Linked DNA regions of Ovis aries: region 1 is linked to region 2. A link is a contact called in public Hi-C data. All regions are on one chromosome and are shown on one strand. Each heading gives the region's core, a stretch centred on a gene start, on an enhancer-like site or on the middle of the called end of the contact. The rest is flanking DNA. Distances are from core to core; before and after follow the strand shown. Region 1 holds the start of RND3 (Rho family GTPase 3). Region 2 has its middle 130 kb from the start of RND3.

Region 1 (7,484 bases), core at 3,148-5,647, 130 kb before region 2:
AAAAGGGCATTTGGGTTCAAGAATCTGACAAAATTGGCTTATCACAGGTTGCATATGGGCCAAACTAAGTGGGGAGAAACTCCTTCCAACTCTCTGCCCTACCTGGGTGTATGACTCTCAGCAGATAGGACAATATTTGAATTAAAACTATTATCTCTAAGGCCTCAGAGAGGGCCTGCACATAGTAGGTGCAGAAAGAAAGGGGAGAGAGTCTCCTAATATCTGGTAGGAGGCTAAGCAGGATGTGAATGCCACTGAAAGAACAAAGTTCATGTCATCACTCTCTCTATGTAAGAGAAGTTACATGCCTCCTTTTCCCTCTAACATTCATAAAGTTCTAGAAGGGGAAAACTCTTCTCCAGAGTTAAACTGATAGCAGTTGGAAAAAATAAATGTAGCAAGAGGCATCAGACATGAATGATAAACCATTTTTGGTGGAAGTAGTCTATTCTTAGAATCCAAATAGTGTTTCATGACTGTGTTTAATTAACTCACACTTCACCTCACAAACAACATAATGGGATTCTAAATAATTCCCTTATGCCTTTTATCCACTATATATAAATCTTAATCTAAACTTGCCCTAAGATTTCATTACTGGATAAATTTGCAGTGTGATATTTTCTTAATCACAGGTTTTTCAAACCTGCGCATTTTAGTTAAATACACATATGTTTTGTTTCATTAAATAAAAATACAGTGATTGCTTCACAACAGACTTCATTTCAGGTAATTATATTTAATCTGATGAAAGGCAATGTTTATAAAGTTGCCATTCTTTGTGCACAGATAATTCAGTGATGATAAATGTCAGGGAATCTCATCTCCTTGGAAATGATGCATATGATTATTCATTTGTTCATTCAACAGATTTTACTGGGTAACTACTGTGTGTAAGGTATGATGCTATGTGTGCAGAGACAACAAACGGTAGAGTTTGAATTAAATATTTGAAACTATCTGAAGTGGTATTTATCTGCACATGTGAAGCATAGCCTCCAACTATAAACTGCCTACATTCTGTTTATTTCCTAGCCTTTGAAAAGCATGTGTCTTTTTTCTCTTAAAGAAAAAAAAGTCAATTTAGCCCTTTGGGAGCCCTATTTAAAATCTCCTTTGGTGGTCCCGTGACTCTCGAAGCTTGAGACAAGGAAGGGGTAAATAACCCAACATTCCTTTAAGGTTACCCATGCCCCCTCCCTGCCCAAATGGGTCTCCTTCCTAAATCCACCGGGAAGCAGTGGCTCTGTTCAGAATCTGGCTGGCTTCATGGGTGGTGAAAACTAAGGCGTGGGATGCCAGATCCACTGGGACTAAGAGCTGAAGCCAACCAACATCAGTGAAACAAAAAGATTTGCCTGTCTGGTGACCCAAAGCCAAGAAGTCTACAGCTAGGAATGATCCTGCACATTATTTGCTTCTGTATCCTTTTTTCAGATGACGAAATGAGACTCAGGGAAGGAGAGGATCCGTACCCAGATATCCGTGTAAGAAGTAGCTTAAAATCTAAACATAGCTCTTGTATCAAAGACCGAATCAGACTCACAGACCCCCATGTCTAAATCACTCTTATCCTGCATTAGGTCCAAACAGACTGGGAGAGGGGGTTGAGTGTTGGTGTTAATTATTGGTACCGTACCAGCTGTCCTGCCCACGAGGCATAACAAATACCACGATATATCTGGTAATTGGAGTCCATTAAGAACTAGGCTGTGTACAAATCTGACGATGGAAATGCCTGAAACAAGCATTACGTCTATCACCACCTTCCCTATAGTTTTGAGAGTGTGTGCAATCCTCAGCATAAAATCCGGTGAGGTCTTGGTTTTGCTACCCTTGGCGAGGCTCCAGGAAGAGCCCGACTCTCCAGGGAGAAACAAAATCAGCGCATCTTACTGCAGCCCTCGGAGCACCTGGCAACAACCGTGAGAGGCGCTCGCGCGAGACTTCTCACTTGCCTTTGTGCAGGGACTGCCTCTGGCGACCCTGTCAGTCTGGCCTCTTCCTTGTGCTCTCTAATCGCCTCAGTCCCTCCGGGGCTCCAGAGGTTACAGCCGGGGGCGGTGGGAAGCTCGCACAGCCCACAAGCATCTACGCGAGGCCCCTGCCAGCTGAGCACAGGGCCATCTCGCGGGCCTTCCCCGCCCGACAGTAAAGTCTGCGTGCTGGCACTTGCGCGCTCCTCCTCGCCAGTTTCACCCAGGATTTGGCTCGGTTCACCCGCAGCAGCCCAGCTCCCTGCTAAACTCCTAGACCTAAGCTCAGGGGCCTTCCCCGGGCCTTCCCGCTGTCTCCTCCTCCTTCTCCAGAGGCTACACCCTTCCTGGAAAAGGCACTCCTACGCCGCCAGGCACCGTAGCAGGGTCTGCGGGTCCCCGGGTTCCAGCCGGAGAGTCTAGGTGATGTTACCGCCCCCACCGCGCCTGACCCAGACTGAACCCCTAACATCTGCGCGGGGAAGCCTTCCCCTTCGCGGTGTAACCGGCCCTCCCTACAGCTGCGTGCCAGGTTGGTGCGTGAGTGCGTGGGAAGGCGATAACCCGGCCTTGAACCCCAGACACTAGAAAATAATTCACCGTGCCAATAATTCAACTGGATGGGAAGGTCACAGGCGAATAGGGCAGCCCGCAGCCTCGCACACTGGAGAGGGGTGATGCAATGGGTAGGAGGGAATGGCGTGGGCCGGAGGACACCAAGTGATCACGGGGGCGGGGGAGCTCAGAGCTGCAGGTCGGCACCGAGGCGGCGCGGGCGGCGGGCAGCTAGGAGAGGAGGCCCGGGGACCCCCGCCGGGTGCTGCCCGCGCAGCCAGCGCATTCCTGGCAATAGGCGTCACGAGCGCTGCGGGTGCTTGCGCGCCCCCTACTCTCTCCGCAAGCGCGGAATCCGCACGTAAGTGCGTGGCTTCGGGGGTTTTCTTCCACTGGCCACCACCCTCTGAGTGCTCCCAGTCTACCAGCCAAGCAGCAGGTTAGATCCTGGAGGGGCGCTCGCATCCTAGAGCCAGTTGATACCGACAAGGCGCACACATCCCCCCTAACATTTAGCTACCCTGGCCACCCCGAGAGGACTCGGGCACAGCTCCGCGGGCCAACCGCTCCCCGGACACCCGGCTACAAGCATTTTACATCCCGGGGTGACCCTTCGGGCACGGAGCTTCCTTTTCTTCCCACAGCTATTGCCCGACCCAATATCGTCCCCCCACCCCCATTCAGAAGGGGCAAAATTTTCATATATCAGGGAATCCCTCGTAAGAAGCAAAGTTAACGGAGGAACGCAGAACGGGCGCTGGCGGGTGCCGAGAGCGTGCCAGAAACGCGGGGCCCGGAGACCCTTTGCGCACCCCCTGAACGCCTGGAAACCCGCCCGAGCGCCACGCGGTCAGATGACTCTCTTACCCGAAGTGTCCCATAGGCTCAACTCTATTCTTTGTGTGTCGATTTCAAAACTGGCCGTGTAATTCTCAAACACTGTAGGGACGTAATTCTGGATAAAATGGACAGAAGTAAAGAGGGCAAAGAGGTTATCTTAAAATGCACGACAGCTGCAGAACACCCTCTGAAAATAGTCTCTTTACTCTCCCATTAAAAAACGAAGACCCCCCCCCCCTCAAATCCACACGCACCACATCTCACACTAAACACGCAGATCCTTTCCGAAAGCCCTAAGTTCCCTCTCACCCCACCCGGATTCTCCAAAAGTGGAGGATCCGAATCTCCCAATCCCAGATTCTGCACACATGACCGAACAAGTTTCAGAAGCTAACAGGAAAATGTGCAAGCGCATCCCAACCCCTCCACGCTTCCACCCCACTTTTCCTTTCCTGACAACTAACCGGGGCGAAAGTAATAAGCAGTGAGAAAGACGGCTGAAAAAAAAAAAGAAAGAAAGAAAGAGAGAGAGAGAGAACCGGGTGAAGGGTGAAAGCCAGGGAAACCCACCTCGAGACGGGGATCCCTTCCCCGCCGCCCGCCCGCAGCCCCCAGCCGGCCACACTCACTTCGGGGAAGCAGTCTTTGGCGAAGACGTGGAGTAGCGCGGTTTTCCCACACTGACTGTCTCCCACCACTACTATCTTGCATTTCACGTTCTGATTAGGATCCATGATAGATTTACTGGATAATTTCTGGCTGGCTCTTCTCTCCTTCATTGATCTTGTCTTATTTTCTCTTGAAACAGGAATTTTCACTTAAGAGGAAAAAAAAAAAAATATATATATATGTATATTTCTTTCTCTATTAAAAAGCAGATATAAAAATAAACCGCAAGGGTGGTGGGAACCCCTGAGGCGCCGCGCGGATGAGGAGAGCTAGAGGAGCAGGCTCGTTACTCTCCTCCAACAAGTTTTATGCCTGACTCCAAAGGCGCTTCCCAAGTCCAATTCCGATCCGACTGCTTTGTTTCACGCTCTCTGCGCGGCTTTATACGCCCGGCCTTCCAATCCTCTTTCTCAATGAGAGAAGGAAACTGATCCGCCTCCTCCCCTTTTATGGAACCTGGGAGACAGCGCCGTCTAGTTACTTGCAGAAAATGTAGACAGTGCGCCCTCTAGGGTGATCATGCGGGAACGATTTCCAGCCCAAAGCTCGGCGACGACTAGAGGACCCCAGTGACGCTGTGCTGAAGATTGGGACTGTACAAGTCCAGGAAGAAGTGGGGAATGGAATTGTCTGTGCATATTGATTTTTATTAGAATTTCTGGATAAACGTTTTCATGGGGGCTGCTCTACGGAAGCTTCGTGAGCATTTATGAAAACAAAAGCATTTCTTACCCAAAACATCGTTATGAAACACGGAAAGCAAATCTTGGGTGGGGAAGGGTTAAGTGCTTGTATTTTCTTAGGAAATGTTTTGCATCAGGTATTTAGGCCACGGAACAATAGCTAAGCCAGGTTGTTTGAGATGCCGGAACTGGCTTGCTGGGGTCACAGCAACAGACTGGCTTTGGAAACCTCTGTTTCAGTGACTCAGGAGGAGAGGGAAAGGTTTGGAAGAGAGGGGAGGGGAGGTTTGTGAGTAGAAGAAAAAAAAAGTGGAAGATGATCATAGCTGAGTAACAAAAGCCATTGGAAAACTCAATCCTACTACACTAGGGACCTAAGCATGCAAGGTTAGCGGTTGCCCCTGTTTCAGTGAGAAGAGGGGATAGGAGGGATTCTGACCCTGCCCTTTAATTCCTTTATAAGCAGTCTCCCCTTCCTTAAAACCAAAGCACCCTTGACTGGCCCGGAAAATGTGTATATGCTTAGCTGAAAAATGCAGGTACAACCCACCACTCCCTTTCCACTGCCTCAACATCCACCCCCACCCCCACCTGAAAGTCTGAGAGGACTAAAAATAGCCATATATTTGTTCTCTCTTCCCTCTAAAAGTCCTTCTTTACTCATCATTTCCTGTGCTCCAAGTGATCAGAAGGTTTCACCTATTTTTACAATTTTTTAATTGAGGTATAGCTGATTTAGAATATCATATAAATTTCAGGTGTACAACATAAAGATTCACAATTTTTGAAGATTACGCACCATTTATAGTTATTATAAAATATTGACTATCTTCCCTGTGCTGTACAATGTATTCTTGTAGCTTATTCAGTTTATACATAGTTGCTGGTATCTCTTAATGCTCTAACCCTTTCTTGCTCCTCCCAATTCCCTCTTCCCACTGGTAACCACTAGTTTGTTCTCTTTATCTTTGAGTCTGTTTCTTTTGTTATATTCACCAGTTTATTTTTTAGGTTTCTTATATAAGTGATATCATACAACATTTGTCTTTCTCTCCGACTTACTTCATTTAGTACAGTGTCCTCCAAGTCCATCCATGTTGTTACAACCGACAAAATTTGCAGAGGTTTTAGCTATTAAATTGTACTAAGGACATTAGCCAAAAAAAAAGTATAGGTTTCCCGATGGACATTTCTAGATTTGTAAATGAGAGGATAAGGTGAAAAACCAGAAAGTTCAGTATGGGGAGTGAAAAGGCACAATGAAAGATGGTTAAAAGCACAGATGTAAGTATCAACCCTAGGACCATGAAGCCTCAGGGATCTAAGGATTGTCTCTTCTTCATTTCAGAGCAAAGAAAACTGGAGCTCCCCAAAGGAAGACTAACTCAGACTCGGTGTGTAAGGCTGTGTTAATATACACAGAGAACTGACCTACGGAAAAAGGGATTGCTGGCCCTGCTCAGGTTCCTAAAGCAGTACTAGCCAAAGTCTGCTCTGCAGAAAGGGTCCTCACAAAAAGGGTCTTATGTCCCAGTGAGTGATGGAGACACTATGCCTGTATCACTCCTTGAAGATATACCATGCCCTTTGATATACTACAACAGTAAGAGGCTCTATAGAAAAGTAGCCTGCCTAACAGAGTTTAACCCAGCATCCCCCCAAATTATCAAAATATTTACTTGCTTGGGAAATAATGAACATAGTGATTGGGAGCAGGAAAACATAAAGAAGTGTATCTGTGTGACCTTGGATGAGTTACTTAATCTCTCAAAGCCTTAATTTCATCATCTGTAAAATCCCAATAGTAATGATGAGGAAATGCAAGTGAAGTTTGCAGGGTAGTTACTGGTACAATAAAGAATCTTTGCCCTTACTTTATTTGTCACAAGTAACTCTTAGTTGCACTTCTCAGAATTGTTGAACATATATTGGGAAATTCTGGCCTTGTTAATGGACTGACTAATTGATGATAAGAGAATAGATTCACACCTCACCTTTTTTTCTCAGAGTTTTAACTTAGGAAGTTGCTTCTTTCTGGAGATATGATTTGACCTTTCACATTTCTGAACTGATGAAGTTTATGTAGTTAAACTTCTCTAACTAACAATAAGTTATGAATTATTAGTACTTGGCTGACAGTAAGATGACCATGTAATTCATCATATATGCTGGGACAATTTTGAGAGCAAAAGGAGGTACCACTGATGGTCAGAACAACAGCTGTAAATAGGATCTGGCCCAGGCAAAATGAGAGACCTAATCAATTTAATGAATAATCTGAAATCATAGACCAATTTTGGAAATCAGGTGACCTGAATTTCTAGGAATCTGTGAGTTGCTGAGTGAAATTTAGCGGCTGTGTAATTGAGTAGAAACCCAACTGCCTGAAGTCACCAGGCTTCAAATTTCTTTAGGGTAAGATTTCTTTCCTTGCCTTAACTTTGAGTCTCTATTATTCAGTGTGTAGTAGATACTCAATATTTTTTAAAAATTCACTTAGCATTTAGTTCAACAGATATTTATTAAGCACCTGCTGTATGCCAGATGAGCTTCCCTGGTAACTCAGTGGAATCTACCTGCCAATGCAGGAGACATGGGTTCAATCCCTGGGTCAGGAAGATCCTCTGGAGAAGGAAATAGCAACCCAACCCATTTCACTATTCTTGCCTGGGAAATCCCATAGACAGAGGATCCTGGCGCGCTGCAGTCCATGGGGTAGCAAAAAGGGTCGAACAGGACTTAGCACGTAAACAACAGTAAC
Region 2 (6,463 bases), core at 2,909-5,408:
ATATTCATAAGAGCTACCTTTGTTGTGTACTTACTGTGTCAAATACTGCTCTAAACTCTATCACTAATTTGAATCACACTAACCACCCCAGAAGATTATTATGCTCTTTATTCTTTTCAGTGCACAGATAAGGAAACAAGTTAAAGAGGCTCACTAGCTCCCTCAAGGATGCATATCTAGAATGAAGTTCATATTTTAATCCAGGGCTTCCTAATTTTAATGTTCAGACTTTGCCACTATGTTCTACTTAGGGTAGCGGAGTATCCAGTGATTTTTTTTTTTTTTTTTTTTTGCGGCAGGGAGATAAGTAAACAACTACTGATATATGAACTTCTATGATGACTAGAAAGAGCACTGGCAAACTGGCACAAGGCTTAAATTTCTACTCAATTTTCAAAGCTCCTGTGGCCTGGCAGGGTGGTCTTTACCAATGCCCAGTGGCTGGGAAGGGCAGCAGGAGTACCAGAGTTAAACTTTTTTGGATGCTAAGAAAAATGGGGTCAGTACTCTGAACCATATGCTGAGTAACTGAACACCAGGACCTGCCCTAGTCTTATTCCCATTAGTTGGGAAGTGCTTCTGTGAATACAGAGGAGAGCAGAGGCTATCTTGGAACAAGATACCCTTGGATGAAGTTTCAAGTCCTGAAATCTCTGGGCTGCTGGGTAAAGACTTGCCCTAATGGAAATGATTGTACTGTGGGTTTCAGACCCAAGCAGTCTTGCTTCTGATATGAATGATACCCACTAATACAGCTGATTGAGTCTCAGGATTGGGGCTCTTTTGTCTGGGTCCTTAGATGCTCAGCAGATTTTGGGTTTGCTGACAACAATCAAGAGGAGGTGGGTGGGATTCGCTCTATTGCAGCTAGTCTATAGAATTGGCTACCATGTTCTTCAACCTCAAGAAGGTGTGTGGGAGTCACATTCCAGGGGCAGTGGCAGCACGCAAGGCTATCCCTTTGCATACATGTAAGCATCCTAGGGGAATTCTTGGAATACTGAAGAGGAAATATCCATATACAAAGGAGACTGGGATTTCTGTTCATCTAAACTAGAGGATGGGCTTCCCAGGTGGCTCAGTGGTAAAGAATCTGCCTGCCAATGCAGGAGATGTACTTTTGATCCCTGGGTGGTGAAAGTCCCATGGAGGAGAAAATGCCAAGCCACTCTAGTATTCTTGCCTGGAGAATCTTGCGGACAGAGGAGCCCGGTGGGCTACAGTCTATGGGGCTGCATTAGATTGAGCCACCGAGCATGCACACCTGCAAACTGGAGGATACTGAGTGATGTTCTAGGGCAAATTACTCACAAACATACTGTGAAATAGCATACCCCAGATATATTCCTCATGGGATTTATAAAGTCACAAAATCTGCCTTACATTTGGATCCCCCTATTGTAAATTTCAAGGAGAAGAATGGTATCTGATGTCTAGGAACTGTGATCATCAACTTAATCCCCAAGCAGTAAAATGGCTTTGTGATTTGGCTCGAATTCCAGAATATTGATCACAATAAAAACATTACACATAAAGCAAACGTAGGTGGAATTTAACCTGAGTCTGGTAGGCGCTGGCCTGTGAGCAGTGAGTAAATGATGCCCACTGCCCAGTATACAATATGGCTTAATGGAGCTATGGAAAAGTGGCAAGTAATTAAAACCTATTTCTATTAATAACAATTAGGCATGAAATGCCCCCACAGAGAGGATATTTTCTGGACAGTTGGCCACAAAAGCTCAGAGACCTCTTTCACTAAACAACAAGCTGATATACTCCAATACATCCTCCAATAAATTTCTTCCTTCTTAGCTGTCTCCACTGAATCCCAACCTGAAGGTTTTATGCAGCAATCCATGATTCAAAGCATCCTCCTGCAAGCAAGTCACTAAAACAAAGACTTGTGGGACCTGGGAGAAGGAGGGAAGGGACAGCTGAAGACTTTGCCTACTGATAGCAGGGTTGAGCCTGTTCCCCACAGCCAGAGACGCATTGTAACCTGTTGTGCTCCACACCTTCACAAGCATGAGGAATAAGGCAAGCTTGTTTCCCAAGTTGACGAACGTTGATAGCAGCCATCCCAAATATGGAAAGGATTTACTTACTCAGTTCACTTCCTGGTATTACCAGGTACTGAAACTTGCAATTGACCTTGATGCAAGTTTTAAGTGGTGGTATATTTAACCTTTGTCTTTCACCCTTCACTTTCTTCCAGCCCTAATCCTCATTACAAACAATATGATGTGATTCCACTGTATGCTGAACACCTATATTTTGTGATAAGTGTAATGACAAATATACCCACTCCACTGAAAGTGTCCCATTGTGAAAATTAGGTCACACTTGGTGTATCTGTGTCATAAATACAAATGCTACCTGGGCATTGTTTTTAGGCAATATTACCGTTTTGTTTTTTTGTTTTGTTTTGTTTTGTTTTTTTTTGCTTGTCTTCATAAAGTCTTGATGACTTTCTGCCCTTATCTCCCCCTCAACAGTGTCACACTGAAGGATACATCCTCCAAACTGGAATTACTCTGCATTGCTCTGTTTCTTTCAAGATTGTCAGGGCTTCCAAGCTATGAAAACTTTTCATCTTCTCCCATCTTCCACTTCACTCCCAGAGTCTTTCCTTCTACCCCACAGCATCCTCCTCTCCCTGCCATCTTCCCTTGACATCTTGAACCTCCCTGCCTCTATCACAGCATGAAGGCTGAACTGTCATAGAAGCCTCACTCCAGCTTCCTGCCCCATGCAGCCACCATGGGAAACTCAGCTTCTTTTTACTCTATTTTCTCATGAAAAATTGACTTCTAACCTTGGTGGTAGGAGAAGCAAAGCACTCAAAGAGAGTTGTGGAAAGGAAGTGAGCCTTATTCAAGTTAGTAATTATTATCCTCTGATATTTATGTGGGATTTTAGGTGTTATTTTGCTGTTGATGTCTGTCTTTTCCTTTTGGGTTTGGGTTACCTTATTAGTGACTTTGTAACAATGATTAGGTTGTAGTTTTTCTCAGAATATTTGCCTTTTTATTAGTTTACCCTAAACCACATCATATGATAGGAGTACAAGATTTGTCCTATATAAATGTTTTCACACTAGTTTTGCCTCTGGATTGTCCTGGTTTAGAAAAGAATTGTAATTCTGTATCCTTTGGAAATCTCTCTCCCAACCTTGCCCCTCCTATCTGCTGCATCCCATGGTTGCTAGCTACACGATCAGGCTACATAATGCAAATCATTCCCTTAATGGCTATAGATTTCACATGGAGAACTCAAACATATGTTTCCCATTTTTCTCCCTTTTATGCTGCATACTTGTGCTGAATAGTTTTATTGGTAATGGGGGAAATGCCAGAATATTTACAGGATTATAGTCATGGGAGTGTGCTGTTATTTGGGCTATGTCTGGATAATGCCAACATAATCAATCAAAACGGAAACATTTGGTCAAATAAGCACTTTTTAAATGATTAGCATAATGCTAATAGCTTTGACTATTTAACCAGCCTCAGAGTTATTATGATGTGATACAGAATAGCCCAGCATTATAAAAATTTCTCTTTCTTAGAAGTGAAGAAATTTTGTTAGAATTTTTTGTAGTTGCACCATCCCTCAGGAAAACAGGATTCTACGTCTCTGCCACAAGGATTCTGGAACATGAGAAGGTTGCTTAACCATGCTGTGAATCAGCTTCCTCCTTCCTAAAATAAGTCTTCCTTAGTCTTATTTCTTTTTGGACACCTTTGAAAATATAATGAAATCTATCAACTCCCCCCTATAAATACACATAGGAAACTTGCAAACAACTTCAATAACATAATAACTTCAAACTCAAAACAGGGCTTTGCTAAGAACTCTTAGGACAGCTGGTCTTTAGTTAAGACTCGTTTGGTTTAGAATTTTACGACATCGTGAACTTTCTCTTTTGTAATGCTGAGGGACTCGTATCTCCCTGGGCAGTCCTCCAACACAAGCTCCCAGTGCCGTTTACGTGGGAGTTGTGGATATGCCTAAGTATGATGTCTGCTGCCACACCAGGAATGCTTTTGTATACACTGGCTTCTTTTGGTGAGGGGAACATTTTTAAGAGGCAAGATATAGTTTAGTCCTCCCTGACAACCAGCCAGGAGTGACTGACAAGCACCACCTTCTGGAGGAAACGGGTAGTAATGTCAGAGCAGATGATCCCTGACGCGGCTATGCTGCCCTTGGGTGGTGTGTTACTCCATATACTGACCCCATGCACTGCAGCCCACCAGGTGCCTCTTCCCCTGTGACTTCCCAGGTAAGAATACTGGAGCGCATAGCCATTCCCTTCTCCAGGGGATCTTTCCAACCAAGGGCTCAAACCTGGATCTCCTGCATTGCAGGCAGATTCTTTGCCATCTGAGTCACCAGGAAAGCCACCAGGAAGTTCTTGGGTGCTGCTAAGTCACTTCAGTGATGTCTGACTCTGTGCGACCCCATAGACGGCAACCCATCAGGCTCCACTGTCCCTGGGATTCTCCAGGTAAGAACACTGGAGTGGGTTGCCATTTCCTTCTCCCATGCAGGAAAGTGAAAAGTGAAAGCGAAGTCTCTCAGTCGTGTCCAACTCTTAGCGACCGCATGGACTGCAGCCCACCAGAATCCTCTGTCCATGGGATTTTCCAGGCAAGAGTACTGGAGTGGGGTGCCATTGCCTTCTCCAAAGTTCTTGAGTACGCAGGGCCAAATCTCTCCCTGCTTTCAGCCTCAGTCTTCTCCCACATTTCTTAAGTGATCTCATTTCCCTTTATTCTAACCAAGGATGAATCTATCTTTGGCTTTTGGGAGACTTAAAAAGGCTTTTTAAGTCTAAAACTTAATGCTGTTAAGTGGAAAAGTTCTACTTTTCATTAGAAATCTCACAGTAACAAAATTCAGATCATTTTAAGACACCGGGCTGTAGATTCATTAGAAGCTTTTGTCACGTGCCTTAAATATGACTTATTAAAATGTTAGTGAAGTGGTTTAAAGTACTAACCCAGAGTGAATAGGGAAGGTATTAAGAAAAGAACACATGCTCTTGGTAGATGTAACACTGAATAAAATAATGCTCCACCCTAGCCTCACACAAAATGAAGTGTCAAAAGATTATTTGGTTTAAAAAATATGTCTTAAATGTGCAAAATACGTTTTTTGTTAAGTAGTTAAACCTGCTTTTTCAAAAGTATGGTAACTCTTTATACATGCTTTGCATTTAGTTGTAAAATGTAAATTTTTAAAATAATAAGAATTGCCTCAAAATTGAACCAGTCATTAATATCTTCATTGTAATTCACAATTCCATGATTTTTACAGAACCCTTTTTGCCTCCAACTTTTTTCTTTGGTCCATTGGGGACAGACCAACGCTGATATGAAAACATTTGCTCTATAGGAATTCCTAAAGACATTCTAAAAGATTTGTTCCACTGCCAAATTGAAAGACCCTCTATCCTATTTAAATCTTTTAAAATTGTTTTTATTTTTCAATTTTTAAAATTAATTTCTTTATTTTAATTGGAGGCTAATTACTTTACACTATTGTAGTGGTTTTTGCCATACATTGACATGACTCAGCCACAGGCACACATGTGTTCCACATCCTGAACCCCCTTCCCACCAACCTCCCCATCCCATCCCTCAGGGTCATCCCAGTGCACCAGCCCTGTCCCATGCATCGAACCTGGACTGGCCGTCTGTTTCACATATGATAATATACATGTTTCAGTGCTATTCTCCCAAATCATCCCACCCTTGCCTTCTCCCAGAGAGTCTGAAAGACTGTTCTTTACATCTGTGTCTCTTTTGCTGTCTCACATATAGGGTCAGCGTTACCATCTTTCTATAAAATTTGTTTTTAATCTAGAAAAGCAGAATTATGTTTTGAGAGAAATGGTTCTTTTCTTCACAAAAAAAGCAAATTCTTACAAACTCACTTGTGATGCATCTTAGAAGGCTTTTGGGAGTTGAGTCAGCTAATGGAATATTCCTTTAGTCTGATCATATCCAAGAACTGGGCTGGTTTTCCAGGGACAGAAATTGAGTACAATAAAGTTTACTGTGGAGGAGTTATAGAAATGAACCCTCAGAAATATATAGGTTCTGAACACATTATGATGTTTCTCCTGGCGTTTTTAATGAAAAAGTAGGTGTTGATTGTTTACCTCCAGACAAAATTTCTGTCCTGTACCTAAAAATTCTCAGTCTGCCCAGTGCTGTGCTTCTCCCCAGGGACTATTATTCACTCTATAGAATTTATTTTTTTAACTTACTTTCCAGATGGACATGTGCATTATTTCATTAAAGCCAAATGTGGTTTATGAAATTTGAGTATAATAATTAATCATGCCAGTGAGATTACTTGGGTGAGGCAGACTGAGGGTATTTTCAGAGAAATCAATAATAAAAGTAGAAATGGGGGGGTACTTACTATATTTCAGGCACTTCTTATGTACAAA

Evidence for each region. A called contact is a pair of places that touch in the nucleus more often than the background predicts.
Region 1: a Hi-C map of tail adipose tissue shows a contact between it and region 2, with 4 times the contacts expected there. The contact joins the promoter of RND3 here to the enhancer-like site in region 2. A contact is called at or near these places in 3 of 16 Hi-C or Micro-C datasets (liver, skin fibroblasts and tail adipose tissue).

What each region holds. Positions count from the first base shown.
Region 1 is chr2:159,058,405-159,065,888 of ARS-UI_Ramb_v3.0, reverse strand. RND3 (Rho family GTPase 3) reads right to left here and starts at 4,397. Exons shown (of 5, transcript XM_004004709.6): 1 at 4,001-4,397; 2 at 3,399-3,486. The coding sequence starts at 4,150.
Region 2 is chr2:158,932,531-158,938,993 of ARS-UI_Ramb_v3.0, reverse strand. No RefSeq gene overlaps it. Among named protein-coding and RNA genes, the nearest start is that of RND3, 130 kb to the left of the region's middle. Within about 2 kb of position 4,158, at least 9 of the 54 cell types and tissues checked have an H3K27ac peak or open chromatin away from gene starts, as enhancers often do. A contact at or near this core is called in liver and tail adipose tissue, where this site is marked.